Linked DNA regions of Mus musculus: region 1 is linked to region 2. Evidence: chromatin contacts called from public HiChIP or PLAC-seq data. All regions are on one chromosome and are shown on one strand. The core of a region is the stretch at or near the end of the contact, and the rest is flanking DNA. Distances in the headings are between cores, read along the strand shown.

What was found. HiChIP or PLAC-seq counts read pairs in DNA pulled down with a chosen protein or histone mark.
Region 1: a contact with region 2 is called in an HNF4G HiChIP or PLAC-seq map of pancreatic cancer cells. The contact joins two enhancer-like sites. A contact is called at or near these places in 2 of 115 datasets of contacts at active chromatin or transcription factors (hepatocytes and pancreatic cancer cells).

What each region holds. Positions count from the first base shown.
Region 1 is chr5:151,195,651-151,198,350 of GRCm38.p6, forward strand. It overlaps a transcript of Stard13 not described here. Among named protein-coding and RNA genes, the nearest start is that of Stard13, 6.8 kb to the left of the region's middle. Within about 2 kb of position 1,406, at least 45 of the 459 cell types and tissues checked have an H3K27ac peak or open chromatin away from gene starts, as enhancers often do. A contact at or near this core is called in hepatocytes and pancreatic cancer cells, where this site is marked.
Region 2 is chr5:150,577,306-150,580,048 of GRCm38.p6, forward strand. All of the region lies in intron 1 of N4bp2l1 (NEDD4 binding protein 2-like 1), which reads right to left. Among named protein-coding and RNA genes, the nearest start is that of N4bp2l1, 16 kb to the right of the region's middle. Within about 2 kb of position 1,351, at least 43 of the 459 cell types and tissues checked have an H3K27ac peak or open chromatin away from gene starts, as enhancers often do. A contact at or near this core is called in hepatocytes and pancreatic cancer cells, where this site is marked.

The DNA.
Region 1 (2,700 bases), core at 156-2,655, 620 kb after region 2:
GTGAAGATGGAAAAGAAAATCACACCATTACACTATGTTTGGTACACAGTGTGGGAGGCAATGTCTGTTGACCCAGACTGTCGATAGAAAGCGGTCTGGTATTTAGGTATTATCCTAATATCTGCCATTAGGTGAGTTTTCTCTGTACTTTGAGCAACTTTGAGGTCAAGGATGTAAGACCTTGAAGTTTTTGAAATCTTTGAGATGGTTTCAATTCATGATTCTTGTCTACAGCGATTTATTTTTATGTAGTCTCTTCAGATGGTAAACAAAAATATGTTTGATACAAAAAGCACAAAGACGTGTGCATTTGGTGGGCGGGAAGGTGAGAAGAGACAGAGGAAGGGTGAGAACATTCTTCAGAATTACAAGCCATGCAACCCTGTGTGTTTAGTGGGTGGCAATGTGACCGCTCCTTACCATACTCCTCAGCCATAGGAAAAGAGAGTTACTTCTGGCCTTTGGGAAAACTGTACATATTTTACATTTGTGGTGTAGTAGTATGACATATGTATGTACATTGTACTAATTACCACAGTCAAATTAACATATCCATCAATACCCATGGGTTAAGACTTGTAAAATCTGCTTTCTTATTGTACTGGCTGGTTTTGTGTGTCACCATGACACGAGTTAGAGTCATCAGAGAGGAAGGAGCCTCAGATAAGGAAATGCATCCATAAGATCCAATTGTAAGGCATTTTCTCAATTAGTGATCAATGGGGAGGCCCAGCTCATGGTGGTGCCATCTCTGGGCTGGTGGTCCTAGGTTCTATAAGAAGGCAGGCCGAACAAGCCATGGGGAGCAAGCCAGTAAGTAACATCCCTCCATGGCCACTGCATCAGCTTTGCCCCCAGGTTCTTGCCCTGTTTGAGTTCCTGTCTTGACTTCCTTCAATAATGAGCAACAGTATGGAAGTGTAAGGCCAATGAACCCTTTCCTCCCCAACAAACAACTCATGGTGTTTCCTTGCAGCAATAGAAACCCCAAGACGCTTACAAATTTTAAGTAAACAATACAGTGTGATTCACTACGGTCACCCCTGCACACTGATGTCCAGAATTTATCCAGCTGTGATGGAGGTGTCTCACCCTCTGATCAATGTCTCCTATCCTACCCATCCCCACTTTTACACTGTACACACGAGTGAGATCATGAGGCATGTTTCTCTGAACATCTGTCTTATTCTGCTTAGTGCAGCGTCCTCTGGGTTTGTCCACTGAGGGGCTCTGTGTGGCCTTTGAAGGGAATGCTTATTTATGAGAGAATACACGTGCAAGAATATGTGGAGCTTCTCCTGAAATTTCCTCTGTTGTCAGAGCTCGGCAACTATCAGAGACCACAGTGGCCTCTGGACAACCTCCCAGAGTGCCATTGTAATCATATTGAGACTCATGGCACAGACCTGTTTAAACAGACCAAGTACCGCGCGTATTGCCAGGCGTGGCTGCTTTCTCCTTAGCCTGCCCTGCCAGCGTGACTCATCACTAATCAATCACAAGAGAATGCTTCTGAGCAAAAGAAAAAAAAAGTGTTTGCTGCAAAGGACAGGACATCCCGGAGAGAAGCTCGCAACTTAAAATAAAATTAAAATACCCCCTATTCTATTTCCAGGCTTTGGGAGTCTCAGGGACTCTTCTTGATCTTGGCTTGGTCTCAGTAATGAATTACATTAAAAGACCTATTGTGGCATTTCATTAATTAATCAACTCTCTGTCAGTAAAGCGTTAAGGAGGGAAAGTGGTGTGGAATGCTCAATGCTTACAATTATTTTTTTTTAGAATTAAAAATGTATAGTATAAAAGTATAAAGAAACTATGTTAAAAGGTAGTTTTGGCCATGAGTGATGCTTTTTGGATTTATACTTTTCAAACATTCTGACTAATTGCATTCCTCAAATGATGAAAAGATGAAGCCGAACCAACAGGTCACACTGGAGGATGCGGAGGAGAAGCCTCAGCCTCGGGGAAAATTCCAGCACTGTCAGTGATGGAAAGCAGAGAGAGAAAGACATCCATGGGCCCAAAGATTGCAGGCACCATCCTTCCTGGCTTGGGCCCTGAGTACCTGACACAGTTAAACAAAATCCTGGTGTTCAAAACACTCAGAGAAGGGGAAACAGAGCCTACAGATTTCCTTTTCCAGACATTTGTTGTGTATATTTGTTCCTGCAAGACTGCCTCCACACCTAGGAGCTGGGTGCCCTGTCCAGAGAACTGACATGGCTGTGTCTAGTTGCCTGCACACTCATCTTCCCTGACCATGAGAGAAAATCTGCCTTCTCAGGATGCTACTTTTGCTCATATTGCTCTGTTGAAAAGCCTCAAGTACTGCCATTCAACTGATGTTGAAGCTATGGTGTCTCCCATGCCTACAAATGGTTTATACACACACATACAAGCATAGGCCTCTGTGCACATACACACATACACATATACACAAACACAAGTGCACATGTGTACACACACACACACATACATAAATGCATGCAAACACACATGCACACACACAAGTTGACCAAATAAATACACACGTGGATCAAAATCTAACCCAGGACAAAAAGATGGAAATTAATCTTGTGAAATCAATATCTAGTCTGCATGTAAAAAAAAAGGTAGGCATGGGGACACTTCTTTGTAATTCCAGATGTGGGAACACAGGGACATATGGATACCTGCTTGGGAAAGCTCTAAGCTACT
Region 2 (2,743 bases), core at 101-2,600:
CAGCAGGAAAAAAGCACAAGAGAAGGAGAGAGGTGAACCCAACGGTGCCCCTGTGCTTTAACCCTACCACTCTTGGCCGACCGAAATATGAAAATGTCACAGAAAACAAGTCACATCACAGAGAGCGCCTCTATGCCAAATAGAGAGGGGAGTTAAGATCTGCAGGAAAGAATCTCAAAAGAGATGCTTCAGTTTGGGGTTACATCATATCTGAGCAGGCACTATCAAATCAGATAGTGACTGAGTCGGTACCAAACAGCCTCCTTGTAATAAACAAAAACAAAACCCAAAAAACCCAAACCAGAGAAACTTAATATCTGGCGATGCATGCCCTGCATCCCAACAGATTCTGCCGCTGAGTGGAATCCACCCCTACAGCTGTGTGGAAAGTGAAACGGGCAGGAAGACAAAGAGCAGAGCAGGTGGAGACACCGCGAATGCCCTGTTAGCTTCTGCTCTCAGCAGCGCTAGAGGTGGGTTATTTTAACTCAGCAAGAATATGGAGCTGAAGAGCTGGGCTACACCCTCAAGCCTCCACTGCAGCCACCATGAACCCATCTGTCTGAGCTTGTCTTCTCAACTCTAAGACACGGAGGACAATGCGAAGGACTGGAGGGACAGCACTTTGTAAACGGTGAGGTGCTCAGCAAACCTGAGGGTCAGTAGTAACTTACCCAGCCCAGCCTGCCAGCAGGACCCAGGCTTAGTACACATGAGCGTGGGGGCTTTCTAGGAGTTGCAGTGGATGTGAGAGGGCAAAGGGTAAGAGCTTCCGCTCTGACATGTCAGTACATACACAATCCAGAGACAGAAAACAAGCATCTCTACCTGCATTCTTCAGAGGGCCTGACAGCAGAGTTGGGGAAAAAAACGACAAAGTAAATGCATTTTGTTACAGTCTGTGGTGGCACACGGGGCCACCTTGATTTTTAACAGCAACCTGACTGTCCTTGGTAGACTTGTGAGAACAAGTAGGCATATATTTCATTTTATTGTTTATCTATTTGTGCACTATCTGCACATGGACCCATGGAGTCCAGAAGAGGGCCATCAGATCTCCTGGAGCTGGAATTATAGGCAGTTGCACACCACCTTGTGGGTGCTGGCAACCAAGAGGTTGCCAGATGATCCATCTCTTCAGCTCGGAGATAAAAATTTCCATATCAAAGGACTAGGAGCAATTAGCCAACTTATTAAACCCTGATTTCCAGACACCAAGTGTTACACAAAGTGTTAAGGCACAAAACCTAAAGTTTTTCAAAACTGGATTCCCTGGCTAAGGGACCGGTCCTCCTGCAGTTTGTGTGACCCACGTAGGACAAGCTGTACTGACAAAACACAAACAATTTGGGCCAGAAACATTAACAGTTTGATAAGCGAGACATTGCAAAAGAGATAACATTTGACTTGGACCTTGAGGGTTGAAGAACTTTTACCTCTTGTGAAAGGGGATAAGAGAAGGCAGGAGCGACACACCCTGAGTGAATAAATAAAAGCACAGACCGTTTTGTTGCAGTAAGTCATCAGAAATGCTGCACGCAAAGTTTTAAGAGGAATTTGGCAAGCTGGAACCAATCCAAAGTGTGACCACAAACCATGGAAACCATGCCGCAGATCATCTAAGTGGACAGGTTTATGGTAAAGACACTAAGAACAGTTCATGGCAGTTCTCACATACAGAAAGTCTGTTTATGGAAGGGGGAGGAAACTGGCTTGGGAGTCACAGTGTCAACTGAGTCAGCCCAAGAGTTCTGATCTTGCTGGGTGTCCTTCACACACACAGGGTGCAGAGTCTAGATAAGCCTCCTGTGAGCTTCTGGTGGGCTGGCTTTGACTGGCTCTGAGTCTCCAGGCCCCTGGGCAGGAGGGCAGGAGTGGACACCATACTGCGTCAGGCAAAGTAAATTAGTCTCCTCTCGTGAACTGGCATGATAGAAATCAGTTTCAAGTTCTTGAAGGAATTGGGAACACAGGAAATATGGCAATGCTCAGTCACCCATGGGTATAGAGAGTGGTGGGAGATGGGAGAAGTCACCAGAGGGTAGAGGAGGACAAAGGTTTGGTCTCCACAGAGAAGGTTCACTGAGCTTGACCACACAGCTGAAAAGGTCAAACCCCACAACCAAGCCCCGATCTCCAACACAAACAGTGACAGAAGCCCCGAAGACTGAGGGCATAGTTCGAGAAGCCATTTCAAAGATGGGTATTTTAAATTTTGCTGAGTGATAATTGGTCAACACTCTCAAGTGTCGGGTTATTTCATAAATATGACTTGTTCTAATAAAATCTATCATTCAAATGGAAGTCATTTCCCCTGCCTCTCTCCTGTGTGCTAAGTGACTGACTGTTGAAACCAAGGCTTATTTTCTTCTGTACTCCCCATCTACTGTCCCTTCTAGACTGGGTCTGGTTTGTTGAGCCTTTTCAGAGATGTTTCTCTTTCCATGTGTAATCCTTACGGACTCATTTTTGGCTCTTGGTGGCTTACGCTATGGACAGAAATTTATGTTTTTAAGGTTTTCTCCAGGTGGACTTCAAGACATGCTGTTTGCTGCACACTTTATTCGCTTCTTAGTCCCTTCTAGACAACACACAAAACAGAACATTGCTGGCCTTTCTGACTTCGATGTTTTACTCAGAGTAAAACCGCTCAGGCCCACCACCGGGCCTTATGGGCTCTCCATTCCTGAGACACATGTGACCATGGGCTCCACAGTCCTCCCTGCAAACTAGCAGAGTGCAC